Linked DNA regions of Ovis aries: region 1 is linked to region 2. Evidence: chromatin contacts called from public Hi-C data. All regions are on one chromosome and are shown on one strand. Each heading gives the region's core, a stretch centred on a gene start, on an enhancer-like site or on the middle of the called end of the contact. The rest is flanking DNA. Distances are from core to core; before and after follow the strand shown. Region 1 overlaps HACD2 (3-hydroxyacyl-CoA dehydratase 2). Region 2 overlaps ADCY5 (adenylate cyclase 5).

Region 1 (5,642 bases), core at 1,220-3,719, 160 kb before region 2:
GAATAAAGCACATCCACCTGATGGAAACGTTCCCCTGGAGCAAACTTCCGAGAGGAAGGGCTTAGAAGGTGTAGCTTTGAGGCATGTGAAGAGATTGTGCCCTCACTTCCACTTGTGTTTTTGGTTATTCATTTATAATAAAAGGTTGGCATTGATGTGGTACAACCTGCAAATTAGTTTCAATTCTGAGTTTTGGATAAAGCATTGTAAGACAAAATTGGTACATACCGCTCCTTTGAAATTTGGGTAAAAAATTATACAACCATATATAAAGTCATTTTTATATTTTTTCTATGTTGTGAAAACCAAAACTGTAATTTTATAAGTCTTTGATTCACTAAAATTATATAATTTAAATGTATTTTTTGTATATTTAGAAATAAGGAGTTCAAAGACTATGCTTAACTTTCTATGCATGCATTTGGAAGCTGTTTTTACCTGATAATGTAGAAATAAGTTGTATTCATAAAATACTGATCTGTGTTGCATTTCAAAATAAACTGGTGTGTTCTCTGCCTGGATTTGATATCCGACCAGTAGATCTGGTGATTTTTCACATTGAGTTGGCCTGAAAATGGTATTGTAGGATTATGGAAGTTTCAGTTCCATTATGGATTCCAGCTCTTTCTTAAAGTTCTTAAATCTATTTCTGCTCTTCATAATGGTTCTACACTTAAAGGAAAAGCAGACAAATTATATTGAGGTTTCGAAAAAATCATTCTTCCAAGCAGTCAGTATTCAAGCTTACCTTGCTAACCTCCAATCTGGCTGCAGAAGGACAGGACAGATTCATCATATAGGCGACCAGGAGAAATAAAAAATTAATCAGTAAAAGATTGGAGGGCCCTTGTCTTACAGTGTGTATGTATGTGTTTTAATCTAATTTGTCTAATATAAGAGAGGAAATACTGTTGCCCAGCAATGTTCACCTTATGAAACAAGCACTTGGTCAAGCGGTCCAGTACCTCCTCCTAAAAATACCTCCAAGCACAGAGCAATCCTAGAAACTGCTTTACTCACAGTAACAAGCGGGGAGAAAGACTGAGAGGATACTCAGCTCGGCTGCTTCCATCCTGCTAGTTCTAGACCCCAGATTTCTGCCCCTCAAAAGTGCTAATGTGTCCATGTGCCAGTCCCTTTCTAGTTATGTCTCTAGGTGGTCTCAGGGTGCCTCCAGCAGGGGCATGAGCCCACCGGAGTCTCCCAGGTCCTAGAGGTGTCACCCTTGTCCAGGACTGTGGCAAATGTTCCAAAGAGGAGCATATTTTTTCTGAATGCTGTCTGATCACAGAAATTACCAGCATAGTGGTTAGAACAGCCTCTCTCCTCGTATAGAGCTAATCTACTTTGGAGATAGGCACATTTATGAAAAGAAAATTATTTCAGCTGAAACTGAGGAACAGATGGTAAAGTTAATAGTAGAGGCTATCCAGAAAATACAACTTTTCCATCTTAGAGTGGCAATGGGAAACCAGCCAGGTCTTTGTAATTTGTCATTGTCATATTTTATAGCAATTATGTGTACTATGTTAACATAAGCTCCAGCCTTAGGAATTACCATTGGTATAATTGAGGCCCACTGCTACACACAGTATTCCGAAAATACTGCTCTGTTGTTCTGTTCCCTTTAACAAGAATGAAGAAACTAGCTTTGCAATTCCGTATATTTTTTTTATTCCAGCATTACAAATAGACTAGTTCGTTGTTATAGTTTGGTGGTGAAGAAACTGTTCTAAACATTTATTACCAAAAATAGCTATACCTATTAACATTCCCCTGCCTGCAACTAGGAACCAGAGTTAGAAGAGAGCTGTGTAGGTTTTTCTGACCTACACTTTGATTTAAACATGTGAGAAACTAATCTGGGTTGTTTTTTTTTCTTTTTTCAGATTTAGAGATATAACCCTTACTGTTACAGGGCAAGATCTCATTACCAAAAATAATCTTTTTTTCCCCACAAAAAGGCAATTCACCCTAAGAGTCACTTGATAAGCAAAAATAAAATATGTGAGAGGCAGTGTACTTTAAGCACCTAATACCCCTTTCATAAATCTGTTTATGTTTGGAAATTGTATTTTCTGTTCACTAATTCCAGAACATGGACTTATTACCATGGCAGCGCTTCCACATCTATCTATGACCGTGACCGTGGATGCAATCCCGATGCTTTTCCATGCTGGACTTAGTTAAAGCCCTAAGGCCATTTCCGCCTCCGTGTTGTCATAGCTGGGTGGCCCCACTGGGGGGCAGCACCTCACAAGCGATTGGAGGTCTGGGGAATCCAAGGCGTTTGGAACGTAGCTTTGACCCAAGGGCAGAAAGGCGCACTAATAAAGGTCAGTCACAGACTTCTATTGTCCATATAAAGGAAAGGCAGCCTCGTGTTTTGGAGGGGTACAGGAAATAACACTTTTTTAGAGCAAAAAACCCCAGTTTGGATTTGAGCTTTGAGGCTCCAGCTGTTCTCTTCCTGCTGCGGAGACCTCCCTGGCTGGGACTGCCGCAGGCTGCCTGGTTTTGAAATGAGAGATATTGGAGCTGGTCATAAAGCAGGTGTTAGTGCTCCTGCTTAATGGAGAGCCTGCTTGTTAATCTCTGAAACATTCAGGGAGGTCAGTTCCCGCTCTTCTTCTGTCCCTGGATATTTTTGGAGGGTGGCCTGGGCCATGAGAAAATGTCAGGCCACCTTATAAGGCCGCGTCTGGCCCCGAGAATGCTTGTCTGCAGCGTGTCCAGTACACTCTGTGGGTGTGAGTTGACTCTTGGACTGTGAGTTTTCTCACAGATTTAAAATACTTCTATTCATGCCAGGGATTATTCTTACTCTTTAACAGGCTTAAAGTCTTCCCCACGAGCTGTTTAAATGACACCAATTTTGGCCATACCCAGTAGATCACCCAAGGCATGTGTAATCCCTCACAGCCACACTAGTTGTTTGTGCCAGGGCAGATAGTCTACTGCAGGTGGTTTGTTTATTTTTCTAGTGTATGTCAAAGTGGAATCCACAGAATATTAGTTCTGGGGGCAGTGGGAGTACAAGTATGTTAGGGAGTGGGGGGTTTCTGTGGTTTAAAAAGTTGAAAAGTTTTCTCTCCTGCTGGACTTTGTATATCTTTTCTCATGTGAACACAGTTTGTGAATCTCCAAGAAAGGGGGAGCTGATGCAGGGCCAAAGCCACTTTCAACCTTATCCTTGAAACATCTTCAGGGCTAAAGCTCCTTGAACACCATGAAAAATGCTAATCTGTTGGCAGCTTTCCCCATCAGAGAACATGAATACATCCTGAGGGGAAAAAAAAAAAAACAAAAGAGGGCTTAGCCTGGGATCTGGGAAGATTTTCCTTGTTTTTTTTTTGTTTGTTTGTTTGTTTGTTTTTTAAAAAACAACCATCCCAAATAGGTAAATGAATTGCACATTAGATTGAGAGCCCAGAAGTCGGCAGCCCTGGATGGGGTCTCCCCTTCACTTGTTTCTGCTGCATCTGAAGGGAGCTTACCAGTGGATGAGAGCTTGTCTGAGAAGACCCAGATGGAACTGCAGCCCCAAACTGGGTCAGTCCAACCCCCACTGCCCCTGTGCCCACACCCCAGATTTCTCAAGCTTCTGCTGCCAGCGCCCTTTATTCAGGCTCGGGTCCTTGAAGCTCCCGGGGTCTTCCTGACTTCACTGTCAATCCTGAATACCCCCAGGTGCTGGCTACTTTGTCCTGCTGTGCCCTGTTATGTGACAAGTCCCCAGAGTTCCTTTTGCTCTGGGCCCTTGTCAGTTGGCATCCTCCCCATGTCAGCTCACCATGTTCATAGATCCTTAAAGCCAGGGAAGCCATCAGTCTCTGTGCAGAAGAAACTTGGGACCTGAGAGGGCATGTGACTTTTCCAGGGCCACACAGTGAGACAGCTGGGACCAGCTCTCTGCCCCACCCACACAAGGGCAGCTCCAGGGCTGTGCCCTGCCCTCTGCTGCCCACACCCATCATGGCTTTGCTGGAGCTCCTAACCCTTTCTTGTTTCCCATCTCCCTATTCCCCAGTCTCTTATGCCCACGACCCCTCAACCTTCCCAACCTTCTGCCAGACTCCACCATTTGACCACTGTAATCAGGAACCCCCATGCCCTCTGCCCTCCCATCCCACCCTCTTGGCAAAACCCCAAGCTCAGATCATGTGCCTTCTCCCCTTGCCCGTGCCTCACCCTGGGGGCTGCCTGCCTGGCACTGCCCAGGATTCTCTTAAACTCGATCCCCCTTAGACCTCTGACTCACTCCCAGTCCCAGATTGCACCCCCAGTTTAACAGAAATCTACCATCAGGTAGCAATTGCTTCAGCTCTCTATTCCCACCCCTAGAGACTTACCCATACAGAGCATACCCTTCGCTTTACCTCCTGTTGGAATGGATGGGGCAACCTTCTGTCCAAAGTTAATCCCTCCCTTGTACTCCATAGATGTTTCCCTCCCCCACGCTCCAGGACCTCACTGCAGCCGTTCCTCGCTGTGCTTCCTCTCCGCCACCGCCTCCCATAGAGCGTCTCCCCGACTTGGCCCTGACCCCAGCCCTCCTCCCTCCCTCCTCCTGTTCTCTGGGAGAGGCCCTGCCAGTGCTCCTCTGCTCTCACCGCCCACTCTTCCCATCTCTCCCACCACTCCTCCTGCTGGCGCCTCTCTCTTCCAGGACACTAGTGACCTCCTTGTTGTGAAATCCAGTGTAGACTCTGTGGCCTTTGTCTTAGGGTTGAAATTGGGGTACTACTGGCTGAATGTTGGAAATAATGGTATGGCTTTGGAGTCGTACCAGTGGGGGCCCAGCAATACTGAGTTCTGGCCCAGAACTCTCATCTTTCCTCCCTGCTCCTTGCATCTTTAATGAAGGTGTAAGCCAAAGAAAGGAGGGAGGACAAAATGTGTAGTGGTTAACTGAGTCGAGCCCCAGGAAAGCATCCTGGGAAGCTCCTCACAGAACACTCATGATTTCCAAGCTAGTAAGAAGTAGTGGTTCAGACTAAAAGGCAATTGTGAGGCCTGCTCAGCTTACCTCTCACCACATTCTTGTTCATCCCAGATCTTAGATCCTACCCCTGTGATAGGGAGAAAGGCTGACCCAACACATCACCGGCTCCAGGGAAGGGAGGTTTAAAGATGGCATGCATGGGCCGCCGTGCTTGGCACCAGGCTGGCCTGGGCTGGGAAGGACAGGAAAGCATCCAGGCAGAAAAAGCAGATCCGGCTCTGCGTACCACTTCATGGCGAGAAGAGCCGGAAGAGGCCCCATCCCCCCTGTACACCAACCTTTTAACGCCCATTGACTCCACTGCCTCTCACGAGCAGATGGAGCGCCATCAGAATCTTGAACCTGAGCATGACGATTACTATTCTTCTTCCTTGGGAAGGAGCCAAGACATGCTGGGAGAATGAAGAGGGACCTTGGACTCCCTCCCGGGAAGCCAATGTCGTTCTTGAAATGATCTTTGCTCTGGACAGCCTGTTCTGGTTTCCTCCTTCCTCCTTGACAAAATTTGCCCAAGTCTCACTCAAAAGATGAGTGCATTAAGAATCACTCGGGGTGCTGGACAAAATCAGATTTCTGGCTCCCTCAGACCTACTGAATCTGAATCACTAGAGATAGAGACTAGGAGTGTATTTTTATT
Region 2 (5,735 bases), core at 832-3,331:
CTGCTACCCAGAAGTGCGGAGGCAGAATTGCAGGAGCCCATCCGAGGGCCCTCCTCCCGGGGCGGAGTCCGCTGGCCTGCGGGTTGCTTCTGTGTTTGTCTGTTTTTGCCATTCCAGGGCTTCCTGGTGGCAAGCGGGCTCTCTGTTGGGGCGCACAGGCTTTCTCTAGCTGTGGCTCCTGGGTTTTTGGTCGTGGTGCACGGGCTTCTCTTGTTACAGGCTCTGGAGCGTGCAGGCTCTGAGGTTACGGCAGGAAGGCTTAGTTTCCCCAAGGCAAGTGGGATCTTAGTCCCCTGACCAGGGATCACACCCGCATCCTCGGCATTGGAAGGCGGATTCTCAACCATGGGACCACCAGGGGAGCCTCTGGCTTGTGTTCTCAGAGGCCCTTTGCTGTGGTTCATCCACCACAGTGTTTTCCGACAGTCGTCTCCTCACCACTCCAAGCCAGCACTCAGGGAGCCTAGAGCGGACACAGCCCCCAACAGGGGCCCATACAAATGACCAAAGGAACGCTGGAGAAAGTCAGAGACAGGTTTCTTAGAAACATTTCAGCTCTAGTACTGAGCTGTAGAGACCAGTATAGGCATAATGTGGCTTGGACGTCCTCTGAGTAAAACTGTTGCTGGCCCCGGTGGTGGAGGTGAGCAGGCCAGCCCTGCACCATGGCCTGTGGGGAGTGGGCCTTGTGCCCTGAGGGGTCCCGCCTGCCCCCAGATGGGGCACTCACCTGAGTGACCCCGGCTCCTCCAGCCTCGAGCAGGGACGGTGTGGTGGGCCAGATCTGTAGCTGGGATGGAGAGCTTGGAGGTTCTCAGAGGACAAGGAGAAGAGAAGGCCACCATCGGGCAGCCCAGGAGGCACTCAGAGCCCACGGTCGGGCCCTTGGATGTGGCACTAGGGGCTGCCAAGGCCCCTGAGGCACAGACACCTCAGTTCCCATGGGCCCCACGTTTATTCAGAGCTGGAAAGCTCTGACTCCTGGAGAACAACATAAGTCCCCCTCCTCAGTGGGAATGAAGAGAGATGTGTTCCTCTGGGGTTTGGGCCCCCTGACATTTACCAGCCCCCTGTCTGCCCAGCAGTATGTTCCACACGGGATCACGGGGACAGGAGGTCACCCTCTGCCCTTGTCCTGGCGACCTGAAGCTACCTGCCCTGGGTGCTTATGCCTCCCGCCCTGCCTCCAGAGTCCCACCCCTCCCCATGGAGGGGCCCCTCCCTCCCTTCCGTCACAGTCAGACCCTGACACACCGCTATCCTTCGTGGACTTTGTGATGGACTCTAGGTAGGGCCTTGAGGTTGGTAACTCGTAGGGGCCCCTCCCACCCTCACCTCTGCCCTTTGTGAGTGAACTTCAGAACAGCAGTCAAGCGGGGCAGGTTTGACTACAGGTATCTCATCTCCTGGGTCCCCAGCCACCCCCAGCCTAACAGGAACACAGATTCTCAGATACCAGAAAAGCTGTTTCAGGTGACCAGAGTTTCATTTTCTTAAGCTCAAAACTTGTGAACTCCCAGATTCTCTGTGTGCTTGGCAGTGGTAGGAGGTGAGTGTCCATGAGCTGTGTGTGCATGGGTGTGCACAGGCATGTGGGGACTCATTGACTTAGCAGTTTCTCTTATTTCCATCTAAGTAGGTGGAAGAATTGAGAGGGTAGCCACCAAGCCCCTGGTGGCTCAGACGGTAATGAATCTGCCTGCAATGCAGGAGACATGGGTTCGATCCCTGGGCAGGAAGATCCCCTGGAGAGGGGAATGGCTACCCACTCCCTTGCCTGGAGAATCCCATGGACGGAGGAGCCTGGTGGGCTACAGTCCATGGGGTCACAAAGAGTCAGACTCAACTGAGCAAGTAACACGTATATACCACCAAGCCCATGGTCCAGGAGGAAAGTGACGGGAGGTTTGGAGAAAGACAAGGAATCAGGTGTGGGGACTGGAAGAGCTCAGACACGTGGATCTTGCCAGTGGAGGAAGTGAAATCACAGTGCACCCCCAGTGTCTAGCATGGAGCCTGTCCCAACCCCAGCTGTGTTTGCCAAATGAAGGAAGGAGTGGACGGCCGAGTACAGTGCTGTCTGTGTCCAAGCTCTGGGTGAACTGTGGACAGAGGATGAGCTGCAGCCTCCGTGTCTTCATCCCCTCTGTTCTCACTCTCCTCTCCTCCTCTTTCCATCCCTCTTTTTCAGGGCTTTGAAGACCCCAAGGACAAGTGAGTCACGTGCCCTCCTTCAATCCTGCTCCTCGGTCTGGGGGCTGTCTCCAAGCTGCCTGGAGCTCGGTTTCTCTGCTCTATAGAGGATGAGCCCAGGACACGCAGTCTTGGCCACAAGTGAACAGAGCCCATTGCGCCTGAGAAACCAGCAGCCCTGGAGCCCAGGCCCCTGCAGAGAGGCTGGGTCTTGGTATCGCCCATTTATAATCTCCACTCCACACACACACGTGCACAAATACAACTACACACACACACACACACGTGCAGCTCCCAGGATGGGGAGGGCCTTAAACATTGGCCGCCAGCTCCTGGCCATACCCCAGGGACCCGAGGGAGTATCCCCTTCTCTCTCCTCCACTCCCCTGTCTCTGGGGCTGTCAGAAATCCCACTCAAGGACTGGGCTTCACTCTAGAAGTAGAGTGTTTAGTTCAGCACCAAAAGATTGTGCAACATGTTTCCCATAGAGTCCCTAGAGTCAGGCGAGAGCAGCCAGGAGGCTCCCAGGCCTTGTGGCAGAGGTCTTGCCTTCTGGTCTCAGCCTTTGATTTCAGGAGGATGGTACAGTGAAAGAGTGAAGAGCAGAGATTGTTACCTGCAGGGGGAAAAACAAACCTTTGATGATAATTCATACTATCATTGTCATATATAACATATATGGGCTTCCCAGGTGGTGCTAGTGGTAAAGAAAACCCGCCTGCCAATCCAGGAGATGTAAGAGACGCAGGTTCGACCCCTGGGTCGGGAAGATCCCCTGGAGGAGGGCATGGCAACCCACTCCAGTATTCTTGCCTGAAGAATCCCATGAACAGAGGAGCCTGGTGGGCTACATGTTTTATCATTTATCGTATAATAATATATATACCAATAGAGTTAGAAAATCCTTATGGTCAGGGGGCTTCCCTGGTGGTTCAGATGGTAAAGAGTCTGCCCACAATGCAGGAGACCTGGCTTCAATCCCTGGCTCGGGAGGATCCCCTGGAGAAGGGAATGGCAACCCACTCCATTATTCTTGCCTGGAGAATCCCATGGACAGAGAAGTCTGTCAGGCTACAGCCCATGGGGTGGCAAAGAGATGGACACTACTGAGTGACTAACACTTTCATTTTCACTATGGTCAGTGAAGCCCCCACAGCCCACGGGGCAGCTTTCTGCGCATGTAAGCGCCTAGGCTTCTGGCTGGCCTGGTGTCACTCTCAACTTCCCACCCCCTAATCAGAGTTGATCCAGCCCCTCTGGTGGGTCTGGGTACAGGGGCTGAGCCGGCAGTCCCCTGGCGGTAGCGCCCCCTGGTGGTAAGCCTGCCTTGTGTCTGCGGTTCCTTGCTCACCAGGAATGCCCAGGAAAGTTCGAACCCTGAGGATGAAGTGGATGAATTTCTGGGCCGTGCCATTGATGCCAGGAGCATCGACAGGCTGCGATCCGAACATGTTCGCAAGTTCCTCTTGACCTTCAGGGAGCCTGACTTAGAGAAGAAGGTACAGCACCCCATGTGGGAAGGAGGGGCCCCAGGAAGAATCAGGACCACAGGGAGGGGGTAGAAGCAACAAGCTGGCTCCCTTCCCACTTCCCTTACCATGGAAAGAGTGCCTCTTTGCCACCTCCATTTCCCCAGCTCTGATGCTGTCCTAACCAGGAAATGGGGCTTTTAGGAAGACTTTCTTGGTGGAAAAAGGTAAATCTTAATTTCTTTGTGCCTCAGTTTCCTTATCTGGAAAATGGGGATATTCGGCATACCTACTTCATAGTGTCAGTGAGGATTAAACAAGTCCATGTGTGTAAAACACAGGAAACAGTATCTGCCACATAGTAGATGTTCAGTAAATATTGCTGTGTGTATTATTGTTATTATAATGACAAATGGACCATCAGCTGCCTTTGGCACACTGGAACCTCAAAGTATTCGAGTTGGAAGGGATGTTCAAGAGCTCTTAAAGCTCAGAGTAGTTGGGTGACTTGCCCTAGGCCACCCAGTGAGGTGGTGACAGAGCCGGAAGCAGACAGAACAGGTCCAGGGCCTCAGCTACACGTCACAGGGTCTGCCTTGTGTTTGGGCAGCATGGGATCGAATGAACGCATGATCGTGGCCAAGTAAGGCACACCAGATCAGGAGGGGGAAGCTATGAGAAGGCAGCTTGGTCTGCTTACCGGCATAAATGGAACTGACTCATGCACTACCCTCTCTCTGCCAGCACAGCCATTCTTCCAGCTGGTTGATGTCATGGGAGGGGTGGGAGCTGGGAGTTAGGACCTTGGAGATGAACTCTGTGACTCTTGACAAGTCGCCTGGCTTCTCTGAGTCCCAGCGTGCTCATCTCTGACACAGAAACAGCAGCAGTCCTGTGCCTGTTTCCTGGGGCTCTTATGAGGATGTGCGGTGGTGCCTGCAGGCTCCGGCACGTGTCCTAGTGTGTAGGTGGCACCCAGGAACGCGTGCCATGATCGTTATGGATCACTCCCGTGGTGACCCAGCCTGCAGAGTTTCTGGTTTAACATAGTCAGCCGCCCTACCCACGGCCACCACAGTGTGGTGAGTGGACTGATTCCTTGAGATCTGAGGCCAGTGCTGTCTTGACCTGGCCTTCCAGGTGTCGGGAGTGGACGGTCCCGGCTGTGTCTGGGGTGAAGGGGGTTGGAGCAGACTGGCCGGGTGACTCCGCCCCCTCCCCCTGTCTATGTCCTCTCAGTACTCCAAGCAAGTGGATGACCGATTCGGTGCCTACGTGGCCTGTGCCTCGCTTGTCTTCCTCTTCATCTGCTTTGTCCAGATCACCGTTGTGCCCCAGTGAGTACCTCGTCCCTTCCAGGCAACCGCTTCTGGCTGTAGGGGCTCCAGGGGCAAAGAAGAGGTCATAGGAGATCAGAACGGGGTGGGATCTGAGCTGAGTTTGCTCAGATAGGAGAGAAGTCTCCAGATGTGTGCTCAGGGGAACAAGGAAGCCGAGGTCTGCCTCCTCCCAGATGGGGAGGCGAAGTGCTCTTTGTGGGAAACTTCTATCTGGGCCCAGCCAGCGCATGGGACACCGCTTCTCTCCACTTCATCCTCTCATCCTGTTTTAACACAGACCACTGTTGCCCACTGAATCACCCAAAGTATTCACCAGGTTGGTTTCTGTGTGACCTTTGGTTCTTGCAAAAAGTCAATACATCTTTAAAAGAGAAAGGCTGAACTTCCTCAGTGGTCCAGTAGTTAAGATTCTGTGCTTCCAACGCAGGGGGTGCGGGTTGAATTTGGACTGCTGGTTGGACTAAGGTCCCACATGCTATGCCGCACAGCCAAAACAAAAAATAAATACATTTTTTTAAGATAAGGGTTTTCTGCTACTCTGGATATTTCAAAGACTGGGTCTCAGATTCTGAAGGCATCTTTCAAAGAGATGTACATGAACTCTTCTGAGGACTGGCTGTGTCCTGAGAGAGGCCCGTGTCTTCTGAGGGAGCCACTTGGAAGTGGGCTGAAATGAAGTGTTTGTTAGCTAGTCAATCACTGCAGACTCACAGCTAAGTGAGAAAGATAACC

What was found. A called contact is a pair of places that touch in the nucleus more often than the background predicts.
Region 1: a Hi-C map of hypothalamus shows a contact between it and region 2, with 3 times the contacts expected there. The contact joins two enhancer-like sites. A contact is called at or near these places in 6 of 16 Hi-C or Micro-C datasets (hypothalamus, liver, mixed tissues and 3 more).

What each region holds. Positions count from the first base shown.
Region 1 is chr1:188,719,523-188,725,164 of ARS-UI_Ramb_v3.0, reverse strand. It overlaps HACD2 (3-hydroxyacyl-CoA dehydratase 2), which reads left to right. Exons shown (of 9, transcript XM_042232294.2): 9 at 1-526. Among named protein-coding and RNA genes, the nearest start is that of ADCY5, 37 kb to the right of the region's middle. Within about 2 kb of position 2,469, at least 14 of the 54 cell types and tissues checked have an H3K27ac peak or open chromatin away from gene starts, as enhancers often do. A contact at or near this core is called in hypothalamus, where this site is marked.
Region 2 is chr1:188,561,642-188,567,376 of ARS-UI_Ramb_v3.0, reverse strand. ADCY5 (adenylate cyclase 5) reads left to right here. Exons shown (of 21, transcript XM_027956458.3): 9 at 2,192-2,214; 10 at 3,549-3,693; 11 at 4,903-5,000. Among named protein-coding and RNA genes, the nearest start is that of ADCY5, 120 kb to the left of the region's middle. Within about 2 kb of position 2,081, at least 2 of the 54 cell types and tissues checked have an H3K27ac peak or open chromatin away from gene starts, as enhancers often do. A contact at or near this core is called in hypothalamus, where this site is marked.